Regions from separate parts of the Oryctolagus cuniculus genome. Here region 2 is linked to region 1. Evidence: chromatin contacts called from public Hi-C data. All regions are on one chromosome and are shown on one strand. Each heading gives the region's core, a stretch centred on a gene start, on an enhancer-like site or on the middle of the called end of the contact. The rest is flanking DNA. Distances are from core to core; before and after follow the strand shown.

Evidence for each region. Hi-C and Micro-C count contacts between places; a contact is called where the count stands out from the background.
Region 2: a contact with region 1 is called in a Hi-C map of liver, with 5 times the contacts expected there. The contact joins two enhancer-like sites. A contact is called at or near these places in 6 of 6 Hi-C or Micro-C datasets (ear pinna, embryonic fibroblasts, liver and 3 more).

What each region holds. Positions count from the first base shown.
Region 1 is chr1:157,141,877-157,148,716 of mOryCun1.1, forward strand. No RefSeq gene overlaps it. Among named protein-coding and RNA genes, the nearest start is that of ALDH1A1, 87 kb to the right of the region's middle. Within about 2 kb of position 2,530, at least 1 of the 8 cell types and tissues checked has an H3K27ac peak or open chromatin away from gene starts, as enhancers often do.
Region 2 is chr1:157,328,937-157,335,776 of mOryCun1.1, forward strand. No RefSeq gene overlaps it. Among named protein-coding and RNA genes, the nearest start is that of ALDH1A1, 100 kb to the left of the region's middle. Within about 2 kb of position 3,300, at least 1 of the 8 cell types and tissues checked has an H3K27ac peak or open chromatin away from gene starts, as enhancers often do.

The sequences.
Region 1 (6,840 bases), core at 1,280-3,779:
TCAAAGTTTAAGATTGAAAGAAAGATTTTTCTAGAGAAGATGCTGTGGGGAAGACGTGTTGCTGCTCGCTCTCCAAAATAGAAACATTAATTTTATGCTTCTTCTTTTATTTCACCAAAATAGCAATCATAAAACACCAACTTACAAACATTGTTATGTTCCTAGAATTGTATCTACAAATCACATTGGATCTGTTAAAAAATGAACTAAAAATTAAAATTTAAAATGAAAAATGAAATTTAAAATGAAAAAATCAACTCCCCCTCCTGATGACATGTCTACCTATGCCGACCATCCACCACCACACACGTAAACACCACCCTAGGTAAATATAGAAAAGTGATCATTATGGTTTATAGGAAATATTCATAAAAGTCTCAAATATAGACATTGGACTCACCTAGAAAACAGCTTAAATCTCTTTTGCTAAGTATGTATGTAGAATAAAACCAATTTGCTATTCACTTTGGTATATGAAATAATTTGGCCCAAGAGCTAAAGGTAATCCATTGTAACAGAGTGTGGCAGATGTTGGCTGTGTCCTAAGATAGAACTACATACTTACCATTAAGAATTAGCACATGATGAAAACTTGACAATGAGACTCATTCGATGCCTACCAGATACAGGGAAAGAAATCAGTACTATATGAGTACTATGCTACACTTTTGATACTCAGGTCAAACTCCTTGGAATAAAATCTCCTTGAAAGGTTGTGCCTCAGATATTATTCATGCAGATGTCTTCATGAAGGTGTCTTATTCTGGCTATCTAAATATGTGATCGAGAGCTAATGAGCCCATGTCACCTTTTTGGCCTGCCACCCTCTTCATGTCAGATGTCTGAATTAAGCAAGTATAAACTTTACGGTATGTTGGGAAATTATAGTGACTCCCACCATGAACCTCCGAGAACATGAGTAAGTGTAAGGCATAGTTGGTGCCTTTGTTAGATAATCACCAGCAAAAAGGGACCACAAAGTCTTGAGGTAGTCTTATTCTGTTAATATTTAAATATCATTCAATAATATACTATAGAAAAACATGAATTGACTTCTAACAATTTCTGTATGAATTCTGGCAAATCAGTATGAGTAACCAACAGCATGTTTCTCTACTTATTATAGAGTAGCTTATAATTTTATAGTGTCCAACCATACTTCTATTTTTGAACACAGATAACCAGTTAATCGTAATTTACTTTAAATGCTCATCATCTAATGGAGTTAAAATGTCACACTAAAATTCTATGCCCAGCATTATTTAGGACAGTGAAGATTTTGAAATCATATTATGTTTCTTCAGTTTAGCATTTTATATAAGGAAAATTTGCATCCAGTAAAAATGACAACATTAGCTCAATATCAATAACCATGGGAAATGGGCCAGCCATATTCCTGAGTAAAACAAATATATACCATACCACAAGTATAGGAAGAAATCATCTATATAATATCATACATGCATCCCAACACATACGAACCCATATATTCATGAGGAAGTGGTATCTGGAAGCATATTATCTTTTCATGAAGGGATTTGGAAATATATTTAGTTTCTTCTTCATACTTTGCTGCATTGATTTTTTTTTGTCCAATGAGCATATATGTGGGCACTTCAGAAAGTTTGTAGAAAAATCGAATTATATGATAAGCTTTTTCTGATGCAGATTTCTGTTTGAAATCCAAGCATAGTTTTCCATGAAACATATTTTTCCAAGACTCTTTTGAAGACCTCCTCATTTTGTTCTATTAAAAAAAATTAGGAGAGGATGTTTGGTGCAACACTTAAATCAGTGCTTAGATTCCCACTTCCTGAATCAAATGCATGGTTTGCACACCAGTTACTCTGCTTCCAAGCCAGTTTCCAACTAATGTGCACTCTGGGAGGGACAGATGATGGCTCAGGTACTTGGGTCCCTGTGAGCCATGTGGGAGACCTGGATGGATTTCTGGACTCCTAGCTTCTACCTGGTCCTGGCCCAGCCCCAACTGTTACAGGCCTTTGAGAGTGAACCAATAAAGGAAGAACTCTGTCTCTGTCTGTTTCTGTCTCTCTGCATTTTTTATATCTCTCTGCCTTAAAATGAAAATAAATATTTTTTAAATGTTAGTCTACTTTGATTTTGAAATCATGTGTTTATGAGTCAAAGTTTTTATTAGCATGCCCACTTCTGTACTTAATAAACTTAATTTTATTCTTTCTTATTATGATATTGTTTGTTATTCTGATAGTTGATATAACCCTTAACATTAGTTAAAGTTGTAAAGTTCGTGAGATGCAGATCTTTCCAGGAAATGAGACTGATGCAGACAAGGCTCTAACACTGTAGTGGGGACGAAAGCTTACAGATCAGTGGGAAAATACACATGGGACCAACAACATTCTTTGGCCAAGATGATGTGATAGTCATACTGGTATCAAGAGGAAATGCAAGATTCCTAATGCTAATGATATAGAAGACATACAGCATGTTCCTTACTGAGAGAGTGAGTTACTCACCTATCGTCCCTGAGGCCCTTTTTCTCCCACTCATTTACAGTTTACTAACACAACTAGAAGAGTGTAAGTCAAATACTGACTCATAGTAGGCTACCAATTACTGAGAGTTATGACTGTGACTATTGTTGTTAAAGTTGCTATCATACACCAGGACATGTAATATTGAAAACACACAGTGAATTGTACCACTTAGCAATTCAAAATAGGCGATTTACATAAGAAAAAATGTCTTATTCCACAACACAAGAAATGGCTTTCTTTTCTTGAAATTATAAAGCATTCCCGTATTTTATACCTTTTCTTTTCTCATAAGAATTGAGTTTGAAAGGAAGAAGTTTTTCTTTTGTATTTTACTTGGATGCAATGAAATTTTAATTTCAATTTAGCAACAACTACTAATTTTATTACTGGAGAATCCAACTCTCTGTTACAGAAGTCACATAATTATTTTTGCCTCCAAGTAGGCAGCATTTGATCCGTACTGAGCTAAATATTTTGCTGAGGCTCAATTTCTACAGAATTTTCTTGAAAATGCTGTGGATTACTTTTATGTACATAAATCTCACATATTAGTAGGGCGAAAAATAATGAACATTGTACATATTGAAAGTGAAGGCAAAATCTAAAAATTGAGTTCATTCAATGTTCATTTATATGTAAATAAAAATATGTTTGACATACAATTTTTCAAAAATAGAGACAGTACTAATGAACTTCAGTTTTTCATGTATGTATGTTCAGTCTTTTCAAATAAATCATAATTGCATATGAAGGTGAGGAAAGTTTAGGAAATGGGTCATGGTTATTGCTACACAACAATGTGAATGTACTTAATTTCACTGAACTATGTAATTAAAAATGGTTAAAATGGTAATTTTTATTTTATGTCATTTACTTATTAGGGAGACAGATAGAGACAGAGATCCCATACACTAGCTCACTCCCTAAATGCCCAAAATTATCCTCAACTGGGGCAGAAACAGGGAGACAGGAACTCCCATTAAGTCTCCCATGCATGTACATGGCAGGAACCCAGTTACACTGCCGCCGCCCCCCCCCCCCCCCCTTCTGCATTGGCAAGAAACTGGAGCCAGGAAGGAGCCAGATCTAGCAGACAAACCCAAGTACTCTATTGTAGATGTGGGAGTCTTAACTAGAATCTTAATCATTAAAGTAAACACTTGCCCCTAAAATGATAATCTGTATGTTATGCTATATGTTCATACAAAAATACCTGAAATTCTCAAGTGCAAAATCTCTAACTCTCAGTGGTGGCGCTGTGGCGTAGTAGGCTAACCCTCCACCTGTGGAACAGGCATCCAGGTGCTGGTTCATGTCCTGGCAGCTCCACTTCCAATCCAGCTCTCTGCTGAGGCCTGGGAAAGCAGTAGAAGATGGCTCAAATGCTTGGGCCCCTGCACCTACATGGGAGACCCAGAAAAAGCTCTTGGATCATGGCTTCAGATCAGCCCTGCTCTGGCCGTTCTGCCATTTAGGGAGTGAACCAGCGGATGGAAGACCTTTCATCTCTCCCTCTCTCTGTAAATCTACCACTTAAACAAATAAATAAAATATTTTAAAAAAATCTTTAATTCTCTACATATTGCAATTCAGAACATCATAACATACTTCCAACTTACTTATTATGTGTTCTTCACACAATTGACCATGTGCTGTGACTAGAGAAAATGAGGATGTGGTGAAAGTCTTTCTCGAACATTGCCTCTTGTGCGTTGTTGGAAATCTTTAGGCTAACCCCTCATTCATCTATTACTTCTAAACATTTTAGAGCCGAGGAGTTGGAATTCTTTTATTCACCCTTTATTTAAAAATTGCAGTGTTTGAATATTTGAAATTTACTTGAACGAATAACAAAGCCACTCGTGGTTTATGAAGACAATTTTAAACAATTCTTGACCACAGGAGTAATTACTGTTGACCCTACTAAAGATCTGGATTTGACTTGTGAACACAGTGAATCTGTACACAGGGCTGGATACAAACTCTAGAAGATATCCAGTCCATCTGTTCTAAGGACGCTTCAATTCCAGGAAGATGGCTCTTTATTTCATTCCCTTTTCTAAGACTCTCAATAGAGTTCACTCTACTTCTTAGTAATACTATTCTTGGTTCAAATTGCCCGTGCTTAATAAGTGCTTCACAAAATTCATCTTTTATTTTTCCTACTTAAGAAATAATGCAGTCCATTTCTGTAATACATGTTTCTACAAAAGAAATTGGCTCATAACTTTTAGGGGAATTATATATTTTTTTAAAAAGCAGTCAAGTTTATTTGTGATTTTCTCATGATTTATTACTGTTTTAAAATATTCATAAGCAGGGTTAAACTTTGCCTCAGAGACAATCTTACTCAGTATATGAAGAACTAAAGATAACAATTTAAAAGTATAAATTCTGGCAGCTGGTGTAGTGACTGGGCCCACCACACACATAGCTCTCTGGTGAAATTAAGGGTGAAGCTGACACATCTCCAGAAACATTTGGTCTTGTGATTTCAAAATTGAAATGTGGTTTGCTGGATCAGATATTTTATTTTGATGAAACTGGTTTCCATTCAAAATGAAGGCCCCCTTGGAGCCTAACGAGAAATTACTATCCAGCATGCCAGTGAAGATCTGACTATGTTGAAATCTTTATTAGAATTTTAATTATTCGTGTTATTTACAAAGAAGCCTATGTTTTAGTGATCTGCCTCTAGCCATTTCACCAACAGGTCCTGTTTTTGCACATTTTCAGCAGAAATTTAAACATTTTTGAAACAGATTTATTTTGTGGTAGCAGAGACATCTAGTATCTACCATGTTTTAGGAGAATTCTCAGCATTACACAAATTACCCATTTTAATCTTCGTAAGAGCTTTTTCAGTTCATTTTAACTACGTTCATTTTTAAGGTCTGTGGTCCACTGACGATTTTGCAAAAGTAACACAAAGAATTGCCATATATTCTTCAATTTCCTGAGATGAAACAATTTTGTACCTTAGCTGTATCATTCCGTCTCTCTAAGCTTTTACCAGTCAGTAGCAAATGCATTACCTTTTATCCTAATCATTTAAGACTATATTTTTTTAATTTTTTAAAGATTTATTTATTTGAAAGTCATAGTTACACATAGAGAGAGGAGAGGCAGAGAGAGAGAGAGAGAGAGAGAGAGAGAGAGAGAGAGAGAGGTCTTTCATCCTCTGGTTCACTCCCCAATTGGCTGCAACGGCCAGAGCTGCACTGATCTGAAGCCAGGAGCCAGGAGCTTCTTCTGGGCCTCCCAAGTGGGTGCGGGGGCCTAAGGACTTGGGCCATCTTCTGCTTTCCCAGGCCATGTAGAGCTTGATTGGAAGTGGAGCTGATGGGACAGGAACTGGCACCCATATGGGATGCCAGCATTGCTGGCGGCAGTTTTACAGGCTATGCCACAGCACGGGCCCCAAGAATAAATTTTCCTAAAACAAAGACATTCTGTACATAATTACAGAATAATCATTAAAATCAGGAAGTTAACATAGATGAAATAGCATCTTCAAATTTCCTGATAATATTCTTTACAGCAGAAAAATAAAACAACCTTGCATTTATCTGTCAGCATCTTCAACCTAGAACATTTCTGTAGTATTCCTCTTTTTTCATAACTTTAACACTTCAGAGGAGTGCAGGTCAGTTTTTGTTTGATTGCTTTTATTTTTGAATATTTTTAAAATTTATTTAAACTTCAGAGTTACGGGGGGAGAGAGCCAGAGAGAGAAAGAGCTTTTCCATCTGTGGGTTCACTCCCCAGATGGCCACAGCAAAGCCAGGAGCCTCATCCAGGTCTCCCATGTGGGTGGCAGGGGCCCAAGCACTTGAGCCGTCTTCTGCTGCTTTTCCCAGGCCATTAGCAGGGAGCTGGATCAGCAGTGAATCAGCTAGGAAATGAACTGGCACCCATATGAGATGCCAGCACTGCAGGTGGTGGGTTTAACCTCTGTGCTACAACGTCATCCCCACTGTTTGATTTCCAGTGAGTTTGGAGTTGTTTCCTCCTGATTAGGATCAAGTCAGGCATTTTGTCAAAAAGTCCAATAGTGGTATGTAAGTTAGAAAGTTTACGTAGCTAATGAAACGTGGGGCCAAGGTCTGAATTTGAGCAAGAAATTCAGATTACATGCTCAATCTCCATTTACAACCTCATGAATAATTATGGGATCTCTAACAAGATATCTTTAACAAAGGTTAATCATCTGTATAAATATTACTAAAGAAATACTCTGGCCCTTGCCACACAATAGAATATGAGAACAGGCAATCAAATGGTATCACAGAATAGACCTCTTACAGAAGTATATGTT
Region 2 (6,840 bases), core at 2,050-4,549, 190 kb after region 1:
GGGCTAGAACGGCCAAAACCAGGAGCCAGAAACTCAATTCTGGTCTCCCATATGGGTGGCAAGGACTCAGTCACTTGAGCCATCACCTGCTGTCTCTCAGAGTAGAGTATCAACAGAAAGCTAGAATGAGGAGCCAGGATTTAAACCAAGACATTCCAATATGGGATGCAGGCTTCCCAAGTGGTGTCCTTTTTTTTTTTTTTTTAAAGATTTATTTATTTATTTGAAAGTCGGAGTTACACAGAGAGAGGAGAGGCAGAGAGAGAGAGAGAGAGAGAGAGAAGTCTTCTATCTGCTGGTTCACTCCCCAACTGCTACAATGGCTGGAGCTGTGCCGATCCAAAGCCAGGAGCCAGGAGCTTCTTCCAGGACTCCCATGCAGGTGCAGGGGCCCAGGGACTTGAGCCATCTTCTACTGCTCTCCCATGCCATAGCAGAGAGCTAGATTGGAAGTGGTGCAGCCAGGACTTGAACCGGCCCCCATATGGGATGCCGGCACTGCAGGCAGCGGCTTTACCCGCTATGCCACAGCGCTGGTGCCCCAAGTGGTGTCTTAGCTGCTGTGCCAAATGCTTGCGCCTCTAAAACTTTTAGAAGATAATGAATGGGGAAATCATGAGATTGGATTTGGCAATGAGTTTTTGGGTATCACACCCCCAAAAATGCTTCAGTTATTTATAACAGTCAATACTCTAACTTATTTCCTCACACAGTAATGAAAACGCAATTAGGAAATATGCCTAAAAATGATTTTTCTGGGTCATAGGATACATTTTTCTTCAACTCATTAGTACCAACCTACTCTTCTGAGGAACAGTCATTTTTCTGCTTACTCCTTGTCGAGATCTTTATTTAGTGAAGAGTTACATTTGTAAATTGAAATAGAAGTGTATCATTTGGGGCTTCGCTGTGGCACAGTAGGTTAATCCTCCACCTGAGGCACCAGTATCCCATATGGGCACCGGTTTTTTTCCCGGCTGCTCCTCTTCTAATCCAGCTCTCTTCTGTGGCCCGGGAAAGCAGTGGAGGATGGCCCATGTCCTTGGGCCCCTGCACCCACATGTGAGACCAGGAAGAAGCTCCTGGCTCCTGGCTTTGGATTGGCGCAGCTCTGGCCATTGCGGCCATTTGGGGAGTGAACCAACGGAAGGAAGACCTTTCTCTCTGTCTCTCCCTCTCACTGTCTGTAACTCTACCTCTCAAATACATAAAATCTTAAAAAAGAAAGAAAGAAAGAAAGGAAGAAAGAAAGGAAGAAAGAAAGAAAGAAAGAAAGAAAGAAAGAAAGAAAGAAAGAAAGAAAAACAAAGAATATCGTTTCAAAAATTAAAAGAGAAATAAGAAGGGAGGAGGGTGTGAGTAAGGGAGGGTAAGGTAGGAAGCATCATTATGTACTTAAAACTATATATACTATATGTTAAATACATGAAATTTGTACCTTTTACATACATTTTTTTTTTGACAGGCAGAGTGGACAGTGAGAGAGACAGAGAGAAAGGTCTTCCTTTGCCGTTGGTTCACCCACCAATGGCCACCGCGGCCGGCGCACCGCGCTGATCCGATGGCAGGAGCCAGGTACTCATCCTGGTCTCCCATGGGGTGCAGGACCCAAGCACTTGGGCCATCCTCCACTGCACTCCCGGGCCACAGCAGAGAGCTGGCCTGGAAGAGGGGCAACTGGGACAGAATCCGGTGCCCTGACCGGGACTAGAACCTGGTGTGCCGGCGCCGCAAGGCGGAGGATTAGCCTAGTGAGCTGCGGCGCCGGCCCTCTTTTACATACATTTTTAAAATCTTGTAATAACAGAACAATGAGTTGGTATTATTGTCCATTATAACCATACGTAATTCATGGAAAGCAGCAAGTTTCACAATGATAACATCTCATAAAACAAATGGATTTAAATTCTCAGGAAACAAAAATTGAGCTTTATTAAAAGGACTCATCCTAAACCGGTTGATCAGTTTTGACTCACTTTGAATTATTTGTGTCTTGAAATTCAACTATGAACCAAATATCCAAGATCACAAACCCTGCACCTATGTGGCCAGTCTAAGAATATTTTTTACTTTGGGGATTGGAAAAATTTTTTCTACCTTAAAATGGGTGCAAAAATCTGCATCTGGTAAAATTACTGCAATTGATCAAGTAAAAGCATAAGAGCAAAAATGAGAATATAGATATGAAATGAAATAGTTAATGTAATTAAATATGTCATCACTTTACAACTATTTTAATTTTACTATAACATTTACCATTGATCTGATATTTTTTGTTTTAACTGTCTTAAAGATGTTCAATGCATGTTATAGAAGTTTGTATCCTACAGTTTGATTTTAATTAACTTAGCTAAGTAAAATCCACTAAGCTCATAATCATTTAAATATCTGATAGTATAACTTAAATCCTTATGTTTTGATGTATCAGTCTTCTAAGTATTATACAAATATTTAGAGGGGCATTGTGATTGTTCCATGTCTAAGTGAACATTAAATAACAAAAGGCTTTAAGCTTAAGAAATGAAGCACAAAATAGTGCAAAAATAAAAATACATACTTTCCAACGTGGTGCTAAAGGATTTATCAACACAGTGAAGCTCTGTAAAATGCCACACAGAGATAGAGTGTGTATTATTCAAAGGGTATGGAGGAGGACCTGTCGATACATCTATCTCTCCTTCATCAAAGCTGTAGACAAAAAGACCAGAGACCTGGCAGGGTAGGACGTCAATTGCAGTTGGTTTCTTAGTATAGCCTTACATTTCACTTGCTGTCCTTCACTTATCATTGCTGTATGCCTGAGGCAGATGGGGCATTGTAGACACGATTATCCAGCGTCATTTTCACTCAAAATCTCTTGTATGAGACTTATAAAAGTGAACTAGAATTATTTTTAATGTACATCTCCCCTAATCAATTCACATGCTCTTTTAGATGTAGTTTTTTTGTATGTCCAGGCCCTAACACAGCATATATTCAACAAATATTTTTGAAAGACTTCACGAGAGAGTAACATTTTGTAAATACTAGAGGGAGTACAGAAAATATAAAAAGGTCCATGCCAAACTCAGTATGTTGAATGAGCACTTTTTACCACCTACTCGTGAATTCAGTGAAGACGCTACGTGGTCTATTTGCTGAGAAATGGTGTCTAAACACTTCCCAGAACAATCTCACACTGTACACTACACACGGGTCATAAAGTGCTCCCAATTCCAAGTATTTTCTTTTCCTGAGCTTAGACAACTCACCCAGAGCAGGGCAGCCAGCTATTTGATTTCTTCACACATTCCTGACTTGCAGCTGCTCCCAGTCCACTGAGCAGCATTCCATTGACTTAATGAAGCTAGTCTAGTGACTTACTAAGACTTTGGAAATTTGTGCTAAGGCCATTGACTTTGTGAGACATGCTGGGTCCCCTTTCTATGAAGTATGCAATAGTCATTTTGTTTAGCAATATATCAGACATAGCCCCAAGTTTGCAATAATATGATGATTAATCAGGGTTCAAGATAAACTCTCAGCTCCTTGAGCAGATTCATTTGTATTCCAGGTTCCACATACACACAGCTGAGAAGAGAAAGGATGTTAGCTGTCAATCACGCCGCCATCATTGTTTGTGCTCCAGATTGACTTCTGATCTCCTGAATTACTAAAGTGATTGATGCTCAACCACTTCAAGTGAATGTCACCATCGGAACCAATGCTAGTATCCCTTAGTGCTGTTTCAGCCTCGCAAACGTTCCTTCTCCTCAGTGGCTACTTTTTTGCTCCTACTCTCAGATGTACTTGGGTGATACCTGAAATGAAGCAGCACCACTGCTTTTATTTGAATATGACCCCCAAGGTTCACATGTCGGAAACTTAATCCCCAATGCAATCCCCCATGTGAACAGTGTGGAGGGGTAAGGCTTTTAAGAGTGGATTAGGTCATGAGGGCTTTATCCTCATGAATGGATCAATGCCTTTATCGCAGGAGAATGTGCATTATCTCAAAACTGAGGTCCTCGCACAGGACTAGTCTGGCCTCCTCTCTCTCTTCTTCTTCTTATCCATAAGAGGCTCACTATATTATAATGCAGCAAAGAGGCCTTTTCCAGATGTGGCGCCTCAGTCTTGGACTTGCCAGCCTACAGAACCATGGGCCAAGTAAATTTTTGCTCATGATAAATTACACAATAAATGATATTCAGTTACTGTGGCACAACAATGTCTAACACATCCAAAATTATTAGTATCATCTATGTCATCATCATCCTCATCACAGCATGCAAAAATTTGGGGCCTGCATTGTAACACAATAGGTTAAGCTGTTGCCTTTGACACCAGCATCCCATGTGCGTGGAGGTTCAAGTCTTGGCTGTTCTACTTCTGATCCAGCTCCCTCTTAATGTGCCTGGGAAATCAGCAGAAGATGGTATACAAGTTCTTGGACCCCTGCACCCATGTGGGAGATCTGTATGGAGTTCCTGGCTTCAGCCTGGCCCAGCCCCAAGCATTACAGCCATTTAGAAAGTGAACCAATAGATGGTAGATCTCTCTCTCTCTCTCTCTCTGCCTCTCTCTCCCCACCCGTGTGTGTTTGTGTGTGTGTGTGTGTCCCTCTCCTGTAGCTCTTTCAAATAGATACAGAAAATCTTTAAAAATTAATTAAATATGTACTAAAATATAGTTTTAACTGCTATAGATTTTATCTTCACAATTTTATGAAGTGATATGTAATCTCTAATTTACAAGGGAGAAAATTGGATAGTGGCTTTTCCATCTTTATTCCTACTTTTTGAAAATTTTAATTCATTTATTTTCATTTTATTTGAAAGGAAGCGAGAGAAAGAGAGAGAGATACTTTCCATCTGCTTGTTTACTCCCCTCATGTCCTCAATAGCTACAGCCCAAACCAGGAACACAGCACTCCATCCAGGTCTCCTACATGACTGTCAGAGACTGAACTATTTGAGTGATCACCTTCTTCATCCTAGAGAACCCATTACCAGGAAGCTAGAATTGGAAGTGGAGGTGGAGCCGAGACTTGAACGCAGACCCTCTAACCTGTGGCGTGGCATCACAAGCAGCAACCTAACCACTGTGCCAAATAATCACACCTCATTCCTACTTCCTGTCCTGTACAGAAAGCCTCCTCAAAGGAAACTCCACATGGTTACAGGCTGGGGACATTTGGTTGATTCTTTTCTTAAAAGATAACCAATCTTATTTGTTTGCCCAATGCATTATTATAAACTGTATTACACTGTTGACTGCATGTATTGCAAGAAAAGTTCTACTCTTAGAGAAACAAAATATTACAAAAATCTTCATTCAAGGTATGTATACTGAATATGCTACCACAGTTGTGGTTGGCAGTCTACAAAGGTGTCCACCACTCCTCCATGCCTTTTGCAGTCTAACTTTTCCATTCATCACATTAGCAAGAGGCATTACTCTTCCCCACTTCCTTTGAATTTGGCTTGGTTTTTGGCTTGCATTGACACATTCCGGGCCTGGACTTTAACAGGCCATGAAGCTTCTGCTTTCACTCTCTTTTAACCCTGAGAACACTGTGCTGTGAGCATAGCCAGTCTCAGTTACAAGAGGACAAGAGAGGATAGAGGCAAAGCAAGCCACCCTCCAGCCAACAACCAGTTCCAGCTGCTGCACAGAGACTGATTCCATCCTGGGCCTACCCAGCCATCCGCTGAATGCAGCTGCCTAAAGGAACCTTGATAAGACCAGCAGAACCACTCAGAAAATTCACAGGCTCTTCTGGTTAATAAATCATTATTTTAAGCCACCGTATTTCAGGATGATTTTTTTTTAAACACAGCAATAGGTAACAAATAAAAATATATGCACAGAAAAATACAATAATTTTTTAAAAGTACAGATAGACTCCACGTTATAATGATTTGGGAAAGAATTGTGTAAGATGATATGAAAGCATAGCCATACGACCATGCTGTTTCTCACTCAGTCCAACGGTCAATAAATTTACATGAGATATGCAACACTTTATTATGAAATAGGCCTTGTGTCTGATGATTTCTCCCAACTGTAAGTCAATGTAAATGTCCTGAGCATGTTTAAGTATGGTAGGCTAGGCTAAGCTATGCTCATTAGTAGGTTAATAGCATTAACTGAATTTTGGGCTTAAGATAGTTCACCTTACCATGAGTAAACCAGGAAGTAACTTCATCATATGTCTGGGAGTATCAGTAACCTGTTACTGGAGTTAGAATTTTCTCAGCCTACTTCATAACACAACATAGATTTTGTAATACATGAGCAGATTTTTAAATCAATTTTTATGAAGACATCTAAGATTTCTCATAAAATTAGTGAAAATAATGTGGAACACTGGACATACTCTTCTCTTGGTAAAGGAATGTATAGCATGCTGTTTTTCCGCCAGCAAGGCTATGCATTTATCTCTGATTTGGGGTCACTGAAGTACTTTTGTTGGTGCTAGGCTTTATTTTCTCTCAGCAGTGAATATCAATCCACAAAAGCCTTTTTCCATTTTCTCTATCACTAAACTTTGACTTTTTACATAATCAATGTCAATTACATACAAAAGTATCCAACTCCTAGGCCAGCACTGTGGTGTAGCAGGTGAAGTCACTGCCTGCAGCACTCGTATCCCGTATGGGCACCAGTTCAGGCCCTGGCTGTTCCGCTTCCCATCCATCTCCCTGCCAGTGCGCCTGGGAAAGCAGTGAATGATGGGTCAAGTGCCTGGGCCCTTCCACCCATAAAGGAGACCCTGGCTTCAGATCAGTTCAGCTCCAGCCCTTGTGGCCATTTGGGGAGTGAACCAGCAGGTGGAAGATTTCTCTCTCTCTTTCT